Linked DNA regions of Mus musculus: region 1 is linked to region 2. The links are chromatin contacts, called in public promoter capture Hi-C maps. All regions are on one chromosome and are shown on one strand. The core of a region is the stretch at or near the end of the contact, and the rest is flanking DNA. Distances in the headings are between cores, read along the strand shown. Region 1 overlaps Atp8b4 (ATPase, class I, type 8B, member 4). Region 2 holds the start of Cops2 (COP9 signalosome subunit 2).

Region 1 (4,462 bases), core at 633-3,132, 460 kb after region 2:
AATTGAGAAAGCTAGCACGACATAGCAAAAAGTTTCCCCAGTGAGCTCCCAATAAGAAAGAAAGAAAACACCAAACACCAACGATGGTAAAACATTTACTGGAAATATCCAAAGTCTTCAAAATTGTTATAAAACATAAACAAGCACACTTTAGCTGATCATTAGACATGAAAATCTTACCTTTTTTTCTAGGTAGATATGTATAGAGAAAGGAATCATGACAAGCATTTGCTATGGGTAAAGGCTCTAGGTAGTAGGCTACTGCATACCGATTATCTCACTGAGTATCATTTAGAAAACATTAGGCTTAGAAATCAAGACCCATTGGGCAGGGGACACTGACCTATTAACACCATCCCAGCCCATCATCCATCAAGACCACATAAGATTAACAAGCTCTTTGTGCAAAGTAGTTTTGGTTGATCAGCAATTGCCTGGGAACCCAGAGAAGGAAGGCTAGAGAGCTAATTGCTGATTTTTGGAAAACATGACTTTTTGTTTGTTTGTTTGGTTGGTTGGTTGGTTGGTTGGTTGGTTTTGTTTGGTTTTGTTTATTTCCTTGTAGATAAATCTATTCCCCAGTCTACAGTTTTATTTGCTTTCTATCATACTTAGCAACCTCATTTCTTTGACAGTCCCACTGGCGACTGGCATCCCAGGTCCTGAAGTCTCTCCCCTCTGCTTCTCTGATGATGAGTTAGCTAAAGCCTGATGAGTACATTCGTATGTGAGTTGTGTTTCTGATGGTTTGAGAATGTGTGCTTGATAGTCATCAACCACGGGAGGTAGGTAGTGCGTCCTGACTTTGTAGAGGAGTCTCAGGAAAGGCACCTTACCTCCCCATCACGGAGGTAAGTGGGTGTCAGCAGCAATTTGAATACAGAACCTAGTGAGTTGTCTACAGATCCCCAAATTGGGCTGCAATGTCTATTTTAAAAATCAGCTTCATCTATATATCTATACATTTAGATGTTTGAGCCATAAACAGGACAGCTAGACACTAAAAGGAACTGAGTCTCAATGGCCTAAGCCTGAGTGAATGGTAACAGTAGAGACTGCCTGTAGAGACTTTCAAGTTTCAAGTTTTTAAATGGGATCTGTCAGCAGCATTTGCCCATGGCCTGCATGGAACACTGTCAATAAAGGGCAGTGTTCTACCACGCTGATGGTTCTGTCTGCATCCATGTAACATGCAACGGATTACTACTGACATTGTCACACAAGTCCTTGACACATTAGGGACATTAGAGGAGCCACTGTATTTTGTCCCCACATGGAACAGTCTGAACACTCTCTCTATAAACCTAACCATGTTAGCAGCCCCCTCGGCAGAAACATTCAGTTGCTTTTGTCCCTGTTTGTAAACAGATAACCCCACGGACTTTTTAATGCATTCTCTGAGCATGTAAGGCTTTGTTATCCTGGCAAGGGGAGCTCAAGTCTAGAGAAAGACTCACTCTCGATCTGAGAGCACCACACCACATACTTTAAATTCTGCAATTGCATCTGGGAAAGGCACTCTTCACGTACGTGGTGTATCTGTTGACATGCGTTTTTGGTTGAAACACATCATTGGAACATACCTTTTACATACCTAAGACCCATCCAACATAGATGCTAATTTACGGCCTTTTTTTTTTTTCCATAAATAAGATTCAAAATTCGGATGGATTGGTGTTTAAGTTAATAAAATCTGTACTTGTCCCATGAGGCCTTGGTCTACAGAATCACAGATTGGACAGTGCCCATCTGGCCTGGAATCCTGCAGAAAACATCGCTATCTGACAGGCGTTGGCAGCTGGAGGCCATGGATTTAAGTTAAGCAATGTGATCTGCCCTGCTCCTGGCCCCTGAGCTGCCTAAGCTCAGCCCCAGATGAGGTGAAAAGACGGCTTTGTGGTCAAGTCTATCTTGACTCACAATTTCACTGTCTTATCATGACTAAAGCCGCTCACCGCGTCTGTGGTTTTCTTACATAAATTTTCAATCCAGCTCGTGTTATTATAAAGCTTCTTTTCCAGCCCCGATGCTGGGGCTGGACTTTTCGCTCGCATATTTTTTCCAGATGTGATGAGCTCTCCGTAGCCCTCCTGGTGAGCAAACGCGTATCCAGATCTTCTAGAGCTCGACCTGCGGGTCTGAGGCCTTCTGCTTCGCAGGGGTCTTTTCTTTCGCTGAGCTTTCTGCCACCGGCGGATCTGGAGAGAAAGAGCGCCACAGTGCAACCGTGAACCCAAGCATTAGACTCCAGACACCCAGCCACCGAGTAAAACGGAAGCCATTTTTGTTACTTAATTGAACGGCTACAACAAGAGAATCTTTGTCTTTACTCCAAAAGGAAACGTTAAGCCTAAAGCCGTAACATTCTCCACCTCAAAGAGGACACTAGACACTAATCAATTTTTTCCCGTTCTCGTGTAAACAAGAAACATTCCGATAAAATTCATTACTGACTCAATTTCATGGGCCATATGGTGAGTTGGGGGGTCAGGGGGTTGTTTTGTTTTAGTAACAGTGTTGGGAACAGAGCCCGGGATCTTGAGCATACTTTTGTATAGAATGTTATGTCTATAGTCCCAATACCCCGTCTTTCACCTCTCTTTCCCTTTTAGAGGCTCTCTAGATCTTGCAGTCACTAGTAACTGAATTAGGAGAAATTTTCAGAAATTAGACTCAGAATGTTCTCCCTCTTAAGGAAGGTCAACTTATCATGAGACTTCTGAGCTTTTCATTTATTCTGGTTTGGGGTGTGTGTGTATGTGTGTGTGTGTGCGTGTCTATGTCTGTCTGTCTGTTTTTCTGTCTGTCTGTGTCTGTGTTTATGTCTGTATGTGTATCTCTGTGTATGTCTGTGTGTCTGTGTGTGTGTGTCTGTGTATGTCTGTGTGTCTGTGTGTTTATGTCTGTATGTGTATCACTGTGTATGTCTGTGTGTCTGTGTGTTTATGTCTGTATGTGTATCACTGTGTATGTCTGTGTGTCTGTGTGTATCTGTGAGTCTGTGTGTTTATGTCTGTATGTGTATCTCTGTGTATGTCTGTCTGTCTGTGTCTGTGAGTCTGTGTGTTTATGTCTGTATGTGTATCTCTGTGTATGTCTCTGTGTGTGTGTCTGTGTGTGTGTGTGTGTTTATGTCTGTATGTGTATCTCTGCATATGTCTCTGTGTGTATGTAATTTACAAATATGAAGGTGTTGCTTTTTAAACAACATCTCCAGCACAGCCCCAAAATCAGAGGCTCAGGAAAACATTGTGGGGGGGGGGGTGCAGAAGGACCCAGAGGAACAGATTCCTGCTTCTAGGTAATGTCCCGAAACCTGACAGGGTATATGTACCCATCAACGTTCAACAACAGCTCTCAAATAAATAAATAAATAAATAAATAAATAAATAAATAAATAAGACCTAAACATCACTTGGGTAGGTCCCAATGTGCCTTCCCTCTCCCTAGGAAAGTGAGTGGAAACCAGAGGCTTTGCCTAAGTAAGTGATCCATTCTAATTTTCAGGTCTGAGGATGCTCACTAAGCAAAATATGACATTTATCCTTAGCACAAGAAAAATGGGCATCCTCAGATTGCCCATCAGTTTATGGGATGGATTCAGCTCAGAACCAACTCAAAAGGACCGACACGGGGATTCTGTGACTCACATGCCCCAGAATGTGAGAAACATGATGGTAAGAAAAGCTCAGAGCCCTGGGCCTCACTGGTCTGGCCTCCCTCACCCTACAAACAAATGTTATCATTCTTTGTGGGATGATAAAATGTGTCTCCCTCTCCTTCTCTTCTCTCTGCCATGAGTCTCAGCCTAGCCCAGCACTGCTGTGTTTGTCCTGTCTCCTAGGAGCCATTGAGATCTATTCTAATCTCTGGTCCAGGCTTCTCTATATACCCCGCTCTTTCTGTTGTTCTTCTATCTCTGCATTCCCAGTCCACTCAGCGATCTGCTGTTCCCTTTTAGTCTCTGCTCCTCAGGTAACAGGTCTCACTTATTTCCCAAGCCAATACTCTATTTCCATCCAAATGATGAGACCCTTTCACATCATTTGTCCAGATTCCTTATATGGTACCCTTAGCTTTCCCGGTAGCTTGCCCTTCTCTTACAGTAATACTCCAAAATGATTCCAGTGAGTCAGGGGTAAAAGTACTTCTAATCCATCACTCCATACCCACTGATAGCCCAATCCAACTCTTTTCACTGACATTCAGGACTAGTATGGTCAAGATGCGTGTTGGGGGAGAGAATCATCTACTCTATTATGATACCATGGACCTAGGAAAATTCCCTTAGTCATTCCTGTGCCTCTGTTTGGAAAGAGAAGGACGTCATTCATGAAAGCCACCAGCCATCCTTCAAGTACTCACAGTATCTCAAACATACCTGATCACTCAGGCTTGGGTATAAATACATCTTCAGAAATCTGACCACCACCACTGGCATGACTGACGTCACTGCTGTCAA
Region 2 (4,265 bases), core at 588-3,087:
GGAAACACACTGAGCGCCAAACCAGCCTTGGCTACACAGTGAGACCCTGCCTCAAAACAAAGCAACAAACGTCCACAAATGAGTAAAGTCTAACAGAATATTTCAAAGATTCTCATTTTCATTCCTACACTGTACTTTTAAGTTAATCCCAGTGCTAATATTCATTTATCTAAAAGTTCATGTATTTCATAGACTATTAGGAAAGGAGGTAAGTGAAAATTTTAAAAACACTACCAGCTAAAATTACAAACATTCAAAAGAAATATCTGACAATTTAAAAACTACTTGTAATGGAAACAAAAGCAAAACAAGAGTTTAGTATCTGTTTACAACTACCTTGTGATTGAATAAATAACAAAATTCTGTATTGAAATCACCAAGCATCTACTATGACTCTCCAGTCACAGCACTTCCTTCTGCAAAATATGTCTTTCTGTAAAATGAAAACCTTTTTTAAAAATTGCAAATGATTTACAGATTCATCTATACAAAGATGTTACACCATTACCTCAAAATAAAAATATTAATGCTTTGAGAATGTGACACTTAAAAGAAAAGAGGGCCTGGAGAGATGGCTCAGAGGTTGAGAGCACTGACTGCTCTTCCAGAGGTCCTGAGTTCAATTCCCAGCAACCACATGTGGCTCACAATCATCTGTAATGGGATCTGGTGCCCTCTTCTGGTGTGCCTGAAGACAGTGTACTCATATACATAAAATAAATAAACCTCAAAATTAAAAAAAGAAAAGAAAAGAAAAGAAAAAAGACGACCCAGACTTCTCCAAGCATGTACACCACAGCTTGCACTATCATCGGATTTTTCTAAAAACCGAACAATTGCTTCCCAATTAAGAAACAAAACTGACACTAATTTTGGGATCAAGATAATTTTCTTAGTTCTTACACAGGCATGCGTTTTGGACTATCAACATAAATCATGGGGTACAGTTTAAAACCTGTAAATCCATTCACAATTAAACCTTAAATGGAAAAGAAATCACCAATCAAACTAGGCAAGTTTGTTTACTTTTATGCCATTGATGATTCAAACACGGATGCTGGGAAATTTCTTAAATCAAGGAAAAAGATCATTGGTTCCAATTCCCTTAACCCCTACCTTTCCCCAGTCCAACCAAACAAAAAGCAAATCTTTCTTCGGAGCTTGTCATGTTTTAGAGGACGGGACGAGTCGTTTAACTACTCCTCCTACTCTTGCTCTGAGCCTTAACCTGGGACCCAAACTGACCCTGGGCGAGACTCTTAGGCTGTTTTGGGGGAGACTCCCGAGTTTCGCAGTCAGGTCTGGGAGCAGGATGGACCACCCCCCTCTTCCAGTTTTCACTCTTCCAGCATCTGGCACCGGCTCAGGTCCAGAGTGGAGAAGAGATGGGCCCCCTAGGGCCCAGACCTAAGCGCCGGGCCGTGGAGGCTCGGTGGCGGGCAGAGAGGCGCCGAGAACCGGCCGCGGCCAGTCACCCGCGCTATCCCTGGGCCCAGCGTCCAGGGCGGCCCCGCCGCCTCTCTCCCTCTCTTCCCAGGCCCCACAGGCCCGCGACGCCAGGCGAGGAGGGAAACCTGTCCCTGGGCAGGGCGGAACCGGGCCGACGAGCCCCGGGAGGGAGCTGCAGCCTCTCGGCCTTGGCACCACCGCCACATCCCACTTCCAGCCCCCGCCCGCTCCCTGCGCCTCACCAGGTCGTAGTCCTCCTCATCATCGCACATGAAATCATCCTCCATGTCAGACATCTTGGCCGGAGGGGGGAGGGGGAGAGGAGAAATTAGAGACAGCCTCCTCCCACAGTGCTCCGCGGCCCAGAAGCGTCACTCCCGAGTCTCCTCGTCTTCCGGTCTCTCCAGGAGAAGATAAAGCTCATTCCGGAACTAAAGCGCTCGACCCTGAGATGATTTACTACGGCTCCCAAAGGGAGGGCACAGCCGGCTCTTCCTGAGCGACAGTTTGTGTCTTAGCAACTAAGCGTAGCAACTACGAAATCGGGCGTTGCGGGTCCTATCTGAGGGGCTTCGAAAACCTTCTAGCTGTATCCAGCGTCCTAGGTGAGGGAACTGTCTCCTTCCTTGCCTGGGACTCTGGAACCGTCTGTTTCTAATGAAACATGCCCGACCTATCTGAAAGGTAGCGTGCCTCTACCATTGTTATCTATGTGTTTTCTTTCAACACCCTGTAGTGGTGTTTTTACAGTGGTGTATTTACAGCAACACAATTGTCTAGTAAAGTTATGTTTGTAGTTAACAAAAACAGTTCTGTGGATATCCCGGTTTGGATATGCACTAATCAATTGTTCAATTATTTAATGAATCACAAACGTGCATTAACTGCTTTTAGGATGAAATGAAAGTAACAGTTGGTGACAGATTTTTTAAAAATGCATTGTCGCAGAAAACCATTAGAGTTCAGAGTGAAGAAAAATGTGGAAATAAGGCAATCCCCCTTTTTGGAGAAACCTTCCAAATTCTGTACACAAATGCTATAAAGTTATAAAGTAGATATAGGTTAGAATTTAGGCCCAATTGTTATCTATACAGATGAATTAAACATGCCCAAATTACCAAAGGTAAAAACAAAAAAACAAAACCAAATCAAACAAAATTACCTGATTTTATCTTCATCATGCACAGCTGATGTTGAGCACAGTTCAGCATTAACATTCACACCTTCGGGTTGAATCCTTACAGACCCCGCTTGGCTGTGCTCCAGTGACTTCTGAAGTTGTACCTGATGTCATTACCAGCTTTTCTCTGAATCCACTGGAGAACAGGATACTTTTGGTTTTGTTTCTAAGCCAGAAATTGCTTGGTTCTAAAAATCTTGTCAGAAGACGTTAAGGTCAACGATTGTATTATTTTTATATTGAAAACACTGTGAACACAATTTATAGCTGTACATTCAGAATGTTAAAAAATAAGTCTTCAAACGATTTTGCATTGTATATCATTAACATTGATTTTTTTTTCTTTTTTTATGTTTTGAGCTGGGGGAAGAACTTAGCCTTGTGTGTGTTAGGTAAATGTTCTATTGCTGGGCTATCCCTCTAGCCTAACACCTAATTGTTACTTAGGAAAATATTAGAAGAAGGAATTTCAGATGGCTTAAAGAAGTAACCATTCAAGGAAACATCATTTTGGTCACAGTTTTCTAGCAATAATATCACCTTTCTTATAACCACACAGTTTTACTAATAGCCTTTTCTATCAACACTTTATCACAAGAAATTTTAAACTTAAATACATAATAAAGGATAGCATCATGGACACAAGTATACCAACTCTCAGCTTTAATGTTCTGTATTCCCTGGGTCAACTTAAAGATACATATAAAGCAACATATGTGCAGCTATGTGTATTTCCTAAAATCGAAGACATTTACCTGTGCAAGCATAGCATTATCATTACATATTAGACGGACAATTCCCCTGAAGCTATTTAACTTCAAATCCTTGTTCAAAACTCCTCTACTGAATATAAAAGTTTAGTTTTGGAATGGCTTTTAATGATATCATCTTAGAACTCAAAACTCCAAAAATACTGCATGAATCTGTACATGTAATTTTAAAACAAAGCAAAGCCTTCCAATAAGTATGATGACTGTCACCATGCCAGTTTATTGGGACAGATCAGACTTAGGTCCTGGTGCTAGTAACTAATAGTACTCACCATTCTTAGGACTTAAGGTAATAAATCACAGTTACCCTACCCATGTTTATAGTTTTTCCAAAGAACATAGCAAATCATAAGGGGGTTGAGTTTTATTCATGTGTAATTTCTTAAATACAAAATTTCAAGGGTATGATTATTTACCATGCCAGTTGTTCACATATGTAAAATGGCATGCTGATTTACTGCGAATTTATTTACATAATTTGCCTTACTCAGACAATGGGAAAAGACATGAGTAATCTGGCACCTAGGAACATAAAGAAAATGACAATTGAAATTTGAGCCTTTTATTTCCTTGGTGACACTCAAATTTATTAAGCCTAGCCTGACAATTTGGTAAGAACAATTATTAGGGTATTTCTATGAGATCAATTTTATTCAATAGTAAATAACTGATGAAAGTTTTCAACAGGTTGCTCATGTTTAAAGTACATCTTATATTTTAAAAGAATTTAAAAATATTTTTATTGAAGATTTATTATTTTAAATTATGTGTATGTAGCTGTCTGTGAGTGTGCACAAGTGATCGCAGTGCCTGCAGATGTTAGAGGTGTTTCCTGAGAGTTGGAAGTTCAAGCAAGCCAGTCTCTT

What was found. Promoter capture Hi-C pulls out the DNA fragments that hold promoters and counts their contacts.
Region 1: a promoter capture Hi-C map of hippocampal neurons shows a contact between it and region 2, with 4 times the contacts expected there. The contact joins the enhancer-like site here to the promoter of Cops2 in region 2. A contact is called at or near these places in 3 of 39 promoter capture datasets (the 3T3-L1 cell line, hippocampal neurons and second pharyngeal arch cranial neural crest), 1 of 484 Hi-C or Micro-C datasets (B cells), 5 of 115 datasets of contacts at active chromatin or transcription factors (bone marrow-derived macrophages, effector CD8 T cells, embryonic fibroblasts and 1 more) and 1 of 9 other capture datasets (adipose tissue).

What each region holds. Positions count from the first base shown.
Region 1 is chr2:126,320,894-126,325,355 of GRCm38.p6, forward strand. It overlaps Atp8b4 (ATPase, class I, type 8B, member 4), which reads right to left. Exons shown (of 28, transcript NM_001080944.3): 27 at 4,382-4,462; 28 at 80-2,198. The coding sequence ends at 1,917. Among named protein-coding and RNA genes, the nearest start is that of Atp8b4, 170 kb to the right of the region's middle. Within about 2 kb of position 1,883, at least 36 of the 459 cell types and tissues checked have an H3K27ac peak or open chromatin away from gene starts, as enhancers often do.
Region 2 is chr2:125,857,245-125,861,509 of GRCm38.p6, forward strand. Cops2 (COP9 signalosome subunit 2) reads right to left here and starts at 1,838. Exons shown (of 13, transcript NM_009939.3): 1 at 1,692-1,838. The coding sequence starts at 1,745. It also overlaps a transcript of Galk2 not described here.